Linked DNA regions of Danio rerio: region 1 is linked to region 2. The links are chromatin contacts, called in public Hi-C maps. All regions are on one chromosome and are shown on one strand. Each heading gives the region's core, a stretch centred on a gene start, on an enhancer-like site or on the middle of the called end of the contact. The rest is flanking DNA. Distances are from core to core; before and after follow the strand shown.

Region 1 (5,378 bases), core at 1,548-4,047, 170 kb after region 2:
AAAGATAAGTTAATGATTAATGTAACCACGTAGCCTACATTCTGTATATTGACTGATCGCTTGCCTTTATTTCCTATAATGTATAAACTTATTGTATGTTATACTTTTATAATGGCCATTATCGATTATTAAAATTGATTTTCAGCAAAAGAGAGGGTGTGTTTCGTATTTTCACTGAAATTGAAAGGAGGCAGTTGTTATCGGCTCCGTTTTGTTATAAATATTCACACAGTGAAGATGACGCTCATTTGCAGCACGACGCCTCAACATTTCTGCTGTCTGTTAAGTTGCTAATATTAAAATGAAAATAGGCAGTTCCTTAAATCATGTTTACATTTTATTGTTGAGAAAGTGAAACAACGAAGCCAGGGTGATGTGAATGAAGTTATAAAGTACACTGTTCCCTTTGAAGATTTACCCGTGTCCTCGGTATAGTCTGTTTTCCATATCAAACTGAGAAGAAGAGACTGCAGCCTTAATCAAACTTGCGAAGTCTGAACTTACAAGGAGAGAATGCAGGACTCAACTGTGTGTGTTAGGCTACTTAATATTCAGGAAAAGCCCCAATCAGAGAGGCGAATGTCTGCAGCCCCGCCTCCGTTTTCAGATGTCTCCGTTTTTGCTCATCCACACTGAGACGGAGCAGCAGCGTTTCAGAATGAAAACGGCCTCTCCAGCGTTTTCGAAACGCTCCGTTTTCGGCGCTCGAGAACTCCGCCGTAGTGTGGACGGTTGGCGTAACCGTAGCAAAACTTATGCGTTTTCAAACTAAAACGCATTAGTGTAAACGGGGCCTACAACTCTGGATTACCCTTATACATCTGTTTGTCTCTGTATTGACCACTGCTTGCCTGACCATTCTAATAAACCTGCATGTGGATCCGATGTCACTCCCCAGGGTACAGTAAGTTGACACATACTTGCAAAGTTTCAGACAGTCTACTAATACTCAAATGGACCATCAAAATAAAGTGCTGGCTTATGTAGAAAATGATAATTCTGGTAACATTTTAATCCTTTCATTTTTATTATATGTAAAGATATTTATGCATCATGTGTGTATTAGGCAATGTCTAAGCCAGGGGTCTCAAACTCAATTTACCTGGGGGCCACAGGAGGCAAAGTCTGGGTGAGGCTGGGCCGCATAAGGGATTTCACACAAAAAAAGTCCTCAAATGTCATTATTAACAGTTTTAATTATTTCTTCTGAACATTAAGTGTCCTGAACATTAATAGAACATTGAGTGAAGATTATGAACAGTTCTTCTGAACATGGCATCTTTTGCCTACTTCTTGCTGCCAGAGACCTTGACAGCGCTTCTTCTCACAAATCTGAACCACATTTGGCTTTAGAGCGGAAGCAGTTGAGACCCTCAGTATGGCTTGAAGATGATCATCATTAAGTCTAGACCTGTACTTTGACTTATTGAAGTCCTAGGGAAAAAAAGTGGGGGAACTCACTCAAAACTTCCATTCCCTCACCTAAAAAAAAGGCGTATATATATAAATAAAACACCCCCACCCCACTCCAGTCACATCAGTCTGTGTCTACCTATAATATCAATATATATAAGATGCAGGGCAGGCACGTGCACACATAGGGCTCAACCTGTGCAGAGCACATGCCCTTTTTAGTCTTGCATAGAAAGTGCCCTTCCAAAATGATCAAAAGTGCCCCCGCAACGCGACACACCCTCGGTCCCGCCCTTCAGTAGGCGCGCGATAACACCGCTCTTGAGTACGCGCGCGACAACACAGCTGATCAGAATGCGCATTGAGTGACAAGCGCGCTCTGTACGGATAGAATCAGCGGAGCGGGGAGCGCTCTCTCTCCCTGATTCTGTCAGAGTACAGCGGTCGGCGCGGGCCACAAAATATTGCACTGAGGGCCGCAAATGGCCCGCGGGCCGCGGGTTTGAGACCCCTGGTCTAAGCATTTGGACCTGCATAGGCGCATAACTAATGGCTTTAAATCAGCTTAGATGGTCAATGGCGCGGTCTATTTCAGTTCCTCAAAATAGCAATGTGCCAACAATGCGCCTTAACACACCTCCTTTTCAGACCAGAACACACATGAGTCCACAAAGAAGCACAATGATTTGCTATTTAAACAACGTGACGCAAAAGATAAAAGTTACTGTTGAGCTGGTCTGAAAATTGCGCCAAACACGTCTTGCACCTTATTGAGCTGGGTGTATAGGGCCCATGATCACTGCTCTGACCTTTTTAAATTATTCAAAACATCAATAAAAGTTATTTTTTCAAACTTTTCAACATCAAAAGTTCAATAATGGTCCAATAATGCAATTCAAAAACTTAAATAAGCATAAAACAAATCACAAAATATAAAAAAACTGCTAACTTATGGATTTTATTTTACCGTTTAATATACATAAATTAATAAAAAGCACTTATGATTCATAAAAAGAGAAACGGATATTAGATTAATGGACATTTTTTGACTTCGTATTTGTGCTGATTGATTTATATTTTTTTTTTCATATCGTATAACTATATAGCGTATTTTAATTACACTTTGTAAATTATCGTAGTGTGTTTCAACTCACAAACTTGCCAAACACTACGCTGTGTGAAGCACAAAAGCAGCAAACTTCGATTTCCTGGAAGAAGGTGAGACTGTCAGACTTATGATAAACACACTTTTGGTACTTGATACAGAGGTGCCAAAGAAAGCATAACTCAAACTGAAGGATTTTCCACCTGGTCTGGAGCAAGCGTTGGCTATAAAGCCGCCAGTGTCTCCGACATGAGGGTGTCACACAGGGGAAAACTCTCATACAACATTTCTCTACTCCTGGTGTGGAAGCAAACAGAAAGACGGAAAGTACTCTTGGCTCTTTCTTACCGACAGGAAGTGTTCTGAAACATGGGCCATAGCTAAAAGAATGAATGCGATTTCCTTTCCATAGCAACAAATGAGATGCATTTTAAAACATGGAAAGGTTTGGAATGGTGTTAGTGGATGTCTGGATAATGTTCCGGTAACAGGAAGGGCACGCTTGACTCTGTGTTATGATGGAGAGAGAGAGAGCTGGAATCAAATATCCTTCAGTCCTACTTCAGCTACATTACTACATCTTAGGCAACATTAAAATGATTTTTTATTTTTTGTTAAAACATTTGGCTTTTTAAATTCATGTGCATGTGAATTCATGTAAATTGTTTAAAATGTTTTACCTTGAGTTAATTTGGAGAAGAAAAAAAAATCTAAAACCTCAGGCAAGCCATATACATGAAACAAATTGTTTTGAATGTAGTTTATGGTTTGTATTTTTGTACGATCTCTTAATTTTTTTTATAAAATTTTTAGTTGAGGTAAAGTGTATTTACAAAGTGTAATGTGCTGAACAATTTTAATGGAACAAAAAATTAAGCTAATACAATAATGACCTGTTAATGATTAAAAAAAAAAGCTAAAAATTACATTTGAAAATATAACCTATTTATTAAATCAAAATAACCTAATATTTAAGTAAAAATAACCAATTATTGGGTAGAAAAAACAACCCAATTGTGGGATTAAAATAATAACCCGGCAATGGGTTTTTGATTTCCTGTATGCCCTTCAGATGGAAAAGATTCGGTTTGCAATAAAACAAAAGCCAGAACAGTTCCAGAAAGTCTGAAGCCCTTTTCTAAATTTTTGAAAGGAGACATCTATATCTTAATTGCCTTTTTACCTTTCTTTTCTTTGTATTATTTATTTTTATTTATTTGTTTATTCTTTTATTTTTGTTATCTTGTGTTTGTATATCTTTGTGTATAAATGTGGTATTTTATCTTTATTTATATATTTATTTATAGTGTATAATTATGTTTATATATTTATTTAGTGTAGAAATTATGTATTTCTTGTTTGGTGAATTGTATCAGCGAGTATATTTATATGTATCAATATTATGTATATTTTAATGTCTGACCTAAGATTACCCTAATTTAAAAAAATTATATAAATAAATAATAATAATAATAATAATAATTTTTATTATTAATAATATTATTTATTATTATTATTATTATTATTATTATTATTATAACAACAATAACCCAGTTACTTGGGTTAATTTAACCTCTGATGTGTTCTGTCCCATATTTACCCAGCAGTAGGGTTAAAAACAACATAATTTGCGTAGTTTGTAACCCTGTTTTTTTAGAGTGTTTACTTCTGTTTAACGGAAAAGAAGATTTGTTTCAACACATTTCTAAACATAATAGTTTTAACAAGAAAAATATCAAAATATTATGCAAACATTAAATAAATCAGTTATTAGAAATTTTCTAAGATACTAGTATTCTAAAGTGTCATTTAAAGACTTAACTATAGGTTAATTAGGGTAGGTAGGCATGTCATTGTATAGGTTGTTTACACATGACGTAATTGATGACGCGCGAAATTCAGGTGGAGGGCAGGAAGCGATTCTTCAACATTGGAATCGCGTTCAGAACATCAAAATGTTTCTGTTTTATGTTGTTTATAATTGTTTAAAATGGCCAAAATAAGAAATGCCCAACAGCTTTTGTTGAACTCCAAAAGGTTTTGCTCATTAATGGGGAAAGACTCAAAAAACTGGCTGAAAAAAGAAAGAAAAAGTGGCATTTAATAAAAAATTTTTAAATACATCCATACAAACATTTTTGAACGCGAGAATTCGTTTGACAGCACTGATAAAGATTATATACAGGCCTAGCAATGTGTATAAATATGGTAATGTGTTGTATAATAATTAGATACAAACACCCCCACACTTATACAAAATCCAGGAGAATATAAATAACGTACCCTGGAATGAAATCTCCATCTTGTTTCACAATAATGCAGGTGAGTCATGGTCTGACATAATCCCGGTAAATTACAGAGTTTAACTTCAAAGTTAAAACTGGAATGTAACGACTACTCAACAGATTCTTCAAAAATGCCAAGAAACATAGAAGTGGAGTGTCATTTTAAACATTTACTACTGTTTGCCGGCTGTTGCCTTGGAAATGAGGTCAGTATCTCTGGCACATGGCAGCAGTTTTGAGGAAAAAGCTGAAGAAGAAGCACATGAGACAGCATGAAACCGAGCAGATGACACTGGATCCAGGACCCCCCCCACCGAGACTTGCATGCAGGAATGTTTTCATGTCTCCATCATAACTAAAGCCTCTCTCTCTGTCTTTCTCTCTTTCTCTCTCTCTCTTTCTCTCTCTCTCTCTCTCTCTCTCTCTCTCTCTCTCTCTCTCTCTCTCTCTCTCTCTCTCTCTCTCTCTCTCTCTCTCTCTCTCTCTCTCTCTATATATATATATATATATATATATATATATATATATATATATATAAATGATTATATATATATATATATATATATATATATATA
Region 2 (6,032 bases), core at 2,939-5,438:
ACTAATCTAAATGAGTACAGTAAACTTAATCCATTTGAGTAAAAGAAGCAATTTGAGCACATTAAAAACAATTAAATGAAGAGAACTTAGTACAGTCAAACTCAGTAAGTTAAGGCAACTCAAACCGTTTGAGGAAACCGACGGCTATACAAACCATTTGAGTTAAAAAAAAAAAAAACTAATCTATACGGTACTGTGAACTTACTCCATTTAAGTTGAGTTTAAAAAAACTAATCTATATGAGTACTGTGAACTTACTCCATTAGATTTAAGTTAAGTTACTCATTGCCTTCAACACACAGTTCAAAACTCTTTTCAAATGAGTAGAAACCAGTTTCAGTAAATTTTGAGTAAACTACACTCATTTCATTTGATAAAGCTGACTGATGGGTTTTACAGTGCATGAACCCTCTTTTATCCAAGCTCAAAACGTCTAAGCTGTAAATAAACAAATTAGACTATTAATAGTCCCAATGTTGTGCATGAAGAGTGTGTACTACACAATTTTTGTTATAAAACAGTTTGTTATAGGCATATAGGTTATAAATTGCACTCTGTGTGCATATCTTTTAATTTACCATCTTAAAATACTGATTTACAGCGGCAAGCCTTACCTTTTACATTTGTGCTTACCTTTTTTTGTAAAGAAGAAGAAGAACAGCTGCAGCTATTTTTAATTTAGATGTAAGAGGTTTCCGGCTTCATCCATTCACTCAAAAAAAAAAAAAGTTTGCCTTTTATTTAAACAACTTATTTAAAATAAGCTGAAATAAGCAACACTATCTTAAGACAATTCCTAACTTTTTGATTTAGTTGCTAGTTCGCATAGATATATACACTAGATATCGGATACGGACCACATTCATACTGCCGCCAGATTTGTACAGTGCTCCCAGCACAAATGTCATTCAACCGCACTAGACTAAAGCCAATGTGAAGATGCTGGACTTTAGCTCTGCATGTATGCGGGTGTAGTAATGAGCAAACAACGCACAAAGGCAAAACATTTCACAGAAAAGTTTTTTATTTATTTATTTTTTATTTATTTTTTTTAACTTAAACAAGACGTGTTAAACAAGAATTGATGATAGGCTATTGACCATAAGGCAAAGCACCAAAATCGCACTAAAATGATAAGCTTAAGCTAGTTTTGTTGAATGAAGTCTTGTATAGGCTATATGTAATAAAGTAAAAAGAAAATAATGTAAATGAAATATGACATCAAGATGCTGCGGTGCCAGAAACTTGTATTATTGTCGTCTATTATTGTGAACGATTCGTGAATAACCGAGGTTAATTTACAAACGACTGGTTTGCGTTGCGGGTTTAAAAAATAAAAAAAACTTTGCTATTCTGTGATGTTAGATGAATCGAAAGTGTTGACTATTTACAAGACTTCTGAGTCGGAAAATAAGATGGATACGGGTCTTTTGATCCCTATAAGTTCTCTCACAGGCCAACAGGCCGTCAATGTGACACAACTCTACATATAAAACAGGTAAAAATGACAATGTACAGCTTTTCAATTATCAGGAAACACCTGGACCACAGAAAAGCGTTGCGTGCGTGCGTTTGTCTCTGTGTGTTTTAGGGCCTGTCTCGGCATGGTCTTGGTCTTTGATGTAGTAGAAAGGCCTGAGGGTCCCGAATCTGTTCAGAGGGTGACAAAAGTCCATGTTAATTAAACGAAAATAGATTAAATTAAATACATTTAATTTACAAATCAATTAATATTGTATTTAATTACAATACAAAAGACGCAAGGACTTAATATGAAAATCTAATAGAAATAATAATAGAAAATCAATCTAAACTACACTGTAAAAAATCCTGTTTGCCTTAATTTTTAAGATGATTAAAATTAACCTTATGAGTCCATTGAACTTGTAAGGTGACTTAAAACAGCTTGCCGTACTCATAAAATTAAATTAGAACATGATTAAGTTTAATAAGTAAATATGACCTAAAATATATGCTATGAAAACTAATTGATCATATCATATTTTACAGTGTGGGATACGTGGTTCCAAACAAGTAAATAAAAAAAACAATAACTTTTTTGTGCTCAAGCGTAAGCTCAAAAATCAAGTTTATAAATATGAATCATGCAAACGAAAAAAACATAAAATTCCCCATAATCTCGCCGACTGCTCTTTGCATGCATGCATGATTGTTCCCATTTACGTTTTATACGTTTTGTTTCACTGATGGTTGTTCATTTTTCAATCATATGAGAATATGATAATAAGAATTATATGAATATAAAGTAATTCATTAACCTATCTGTTAAATTTTCTATCAAAACTAAGGCGTCACTGCCGTTTTTAAAAACATTTGCGGCAAATTAAATAACAATTATATTATTAAAAAACATTAATTAAAAATACATTAATTTTGCATTATAATACTCGATTTGTGCGTAGAAATATACTTGCAGAAAAGCTTATGCATTTATTTACTAAGAAAATTAACTGGCACGAAAATAAACAATAGGCAAGTTTGAAATACTCCAATAGCATATCTTACGGTTTAAAAAACAAAAGCAACAACAACAAGAAGAAAAAACGTAAACTATAACAATTTTAAAAAATAATATTTTGATGACAAAATTTTTTCGGCTGTTTTGAAATGTGGAAACAAATAATAGGCTATTTTAGGCTATTTGCGGACAAATGCTTTCATTGCTTTCAAGTGCTGATTAACAACTGTGCTTTGTCTATGTATGTTATGTATATACAATTTAATCTTAATTTCTTCTTTTTAATAGCCTATTTGAACTTAAGTCAGGAGGCTCAGTAATGCTGATAAGTGATCTGACGTGCCGTGATCAGTGCAGAAGCGCGCGCGCTGTCCGTGGTACTGAACGCTCGAGATGCCGCTGCTCTCTTTCGCTGAGCTTTGTTTTTACAAGAATTCAGTCATTATTAATCCATCTTAATATTTTACGTTTACATACGCATTTGTAAGTTACATTGGTATAATTAGGGTTTGATGTTGATTTTAGTTTATGTGTCAAATAAACTTTCAAAGAGTCTGTATACAGTGAAATGGATTTTAATTGTAAAAACCAAAAAGTATTTATCGAATTTTTAAGATGACTCACTCGACATTAAATTAGATATTCACGTTTTGATGATGATAATGATGATTATTATTTTTGTTGTTGTTGTTGTTGTTTTTGCTTCTTTGCTAAAACGGATGGTGAGAATGATATGCTTTCACACCAAATATAATGACAGTTAGTCTTAGTTTCCCGAAGGAAAAATAAATATAGAATTTATATATGCAAATCTGATCTAATTTTCAGACAGTAATTCTAAATAGACCAATGCATTCATAATTTAAACAAGAAGAAGTAATCTTACATTGCTTACATTTACATTTGTTAAACCATATTATGAAATTCCAAACAAGCTAGCCTATATCATTGGAAGCAGAAATAACTTATTATTAATAATGAATTTATTTAGGTTCTCATATTCCTTGTATTCATTTTAATCTTGTGCAATTTGGAAATGAGGTCCTCCTAGTGGCAACAGGTGGGAAAAAATCCTTTATAAAAATATCTTGCATTGCATTTTCCCAGTACGCCAGCATCACGCTCTTAAAACAGACAGCATTAGCTATTGTATTCATGCATAAGCACAATTCTGAAATTGAAAACACGAAAAAATGAACACAGAGCCACGTTTATTTTAAAACGACTGTTTTGCATCATCCTTTATTTGAAGCTAACACAATTTTAACACTATTTTTAGCATATATACAAAAAAGGTCAGTAGGTAGGTTAATATCGTTTTATCAAAAGTGCGCCAACAAAAGTAAAAAGCACCGAAAGAAATTAGAATATATTTGCCAAGAGATCTTCTAAAATATATATATATATAGAAATATATACAGCTGAAGCATTCAAAGAGAGAGAGAAAGTAATTTGATATATAATATGGATATGAATAATGTATAATTTTTGTATTTTTAATTATAGGCTATATTTTTTTACTACAACCGCTATGTTTTAATAGGCTATGTGTGTTCTTTTTTATGTAAACTTTAGAAATGCTTTGGCGATACAATAAAGCGAGAGAGAGAGAGAGAGAGAGAGAGAGAGAGAGAGAGAGAGAGAGAGAGAGAGAGAGAGAGAGAGAGAGAGAGAGCAAAGGAGGAGACTCAGTGATGCTATTCAGTTGTAGATAAATTCTTGTAAAGCTCATTTCAACCTTATCAGACCATCCCACCGAGACTATATAATTTCACGAGCCCGACAGAAACTCCACAAAGCGTTGGCCACCCGAACTCTGAAACTCTGATGCTCAGCTGGTCCATTGATACCCAAATGTGAATCTGCATTGATTTCCGAGACGTGCAAATATATACATGATGGATGTCCTGCTGGCTCTGAGAGACCTCCTTCAGCTGTCAACACGGAGTGTGTTGCTGTCGCTGATGGTGTGTTTAATGCTCATGTTCCGGCGTCGGCAGCTGGTACCGGGTCCGTTCTCGTGGCCGGTCATCGGCAACGCCGCTCAGCTCGGTAACACTCCTCATTTTTACTTAAGCCGAATGGCTCAGAAATACGGCGACGTGTTTCAGATCAAACTGGGCAGCAGAAATGTGGTGGTTCTAAACGGAGACGCGATCAAAGAGGCGCTCGTTAAAAAAGCGACCGATTTTGCAGGCAGACCCGACTTTGCTTCATTCCGGTTCGTGTCTAACGGGAAAAGCATGGCTTTCGGTAACTACACCCCTTGGTGGAAACTGCACCGGAAAGTCGCGCAGAGCACCGTCAGAAATTTCTCCACAGCCAACATCCAAACCAAGCAGACATTCGAGAAGCACATCGTAAGCGAGATCGGAGAGCTCATCCGTCTTTTTCTCAATAAATCCCGCGAGCAGCAGTTTTTCCAGCCGCACCGGTATTTAGTGGTGTCGGTGGCGAACACGATGAGCGCCGTGTGCTTTGGGAACCGGTACGCGTACGATGACGCGGAGTTCCAGCAGGTGGTGGGCAGAAACGACCAGTTCACCAAAACAGTCGGAGCCGGGAGCATGGTGGATGTGATGCCCTGGATGCAGTACTTCCCAAACCCCATCAGAACCCTCTTTGACCAGTTTAAAGAGCTCAACAAGGAGTTTTGCGCGTTCATTGAATTGAAAGTTTCGGAGCACCGAAAGACCATTTCACCGAGCCACGTCCGTGATATGACTGATGCCTTCATCGTCGCTCTGGACAAGGGGCTGTCCGGGGGCTCGGGGGTCTCTCTGGATAAGGAGTTTGTGCCACCGACCATCTCAGATATTTTCGGGGCCAGTCAAGACACTCTGTCTACAGCTCTCCAGTGGATCATCCTGCTACTTGTCAGGTAAATAATATTATATAAAACATTACATTTACAATTAAATTTAGCCCTATATGAAGTATACTTATTGAAAATCAATCGGTTTAACACACAAATATTAATACTAATATTTACTAAGTAAACATTGAGTAGTCATCATAATGTTGGTTAAATTCAGAACAAACAGAATGTTTTTTTTTTAATTATTAACTTTAAATTACAATTTTTAACCCAACGGGTGTGCCCATATTTGACCCAACGGTGGATTACGGCAATCCTACATTTTAATGTTTGATAAAATCAAAATGCTATAGCCTATTATTTTTAATTCTGGTTAAATAACTGGCTTTTGTAGTCCTATAACAGACTCGTATAAACTTTAAGTTGAAAACCTAAACTTTAAAAAAATTAAAACTTGCAGGAGGACAAATTTAGCTCTCTGGAATAGGCTAATAGACTTATGTTGCTCTTTTTTTATTTGATACTAAATCAACACGCAAAAGAGGGACAATAATACATCTTAAATCCTTTAACATTGCACAGAAAAACAATATCTAAAATCAATCTTTCTGGAATGACAAAGCTGTCATGAAAGCACTGTTTGGTTGCATTTTGCTGAACTGAGCTGCATGTAAAGTGCGCAGTGCGGAAACTAAGATCGTCCGCAAGAGACGGACAGATCTGAAAAGCACCAAA

What was found. Hi-C and Micro-C count contacts between places; a contact is called where the count stands out from the background.
Region 1: a Hi-C map of an unstated tissue shows a contact between it and region 2, with 3 times the contacts expected there. The contact joins the enhancer-like site here to the promoter of cyp1b1 in region 2. A contact is called at or near these places in 3 of 18 Hi-C or Micro-C datasets (caudal fin, embryo and an unstated tissue).

What each region holds. Positions count from the first base shown.
Region 1 is chr13:45,707,999-45,713,376 of GRCz12tu, forward strand. No RefSeq gene overlaps it. Among named protein-coding and RNA genes, the nearest start is that of cdc42ep3, 29 kb to the left of the region's middle. Within about 2 kb of position 2,798, at least 7 of the 62 cell types and tissues checked have an H3K27ac peak or open chromatin away from gene starts, as enhancers often do.
Region 2 is chr13:45,534,921-45,540,952 of GRCz12tu, forward strand. cyp1b1 (cytochrome P450, family 1, subfamily B, polypeptide 1) reads left to right here and starts at 4,189. Exons shown (of 3, transcript NM_001145708.1): 1 at 4,189-5,360. The coding sequence starts at 4,375.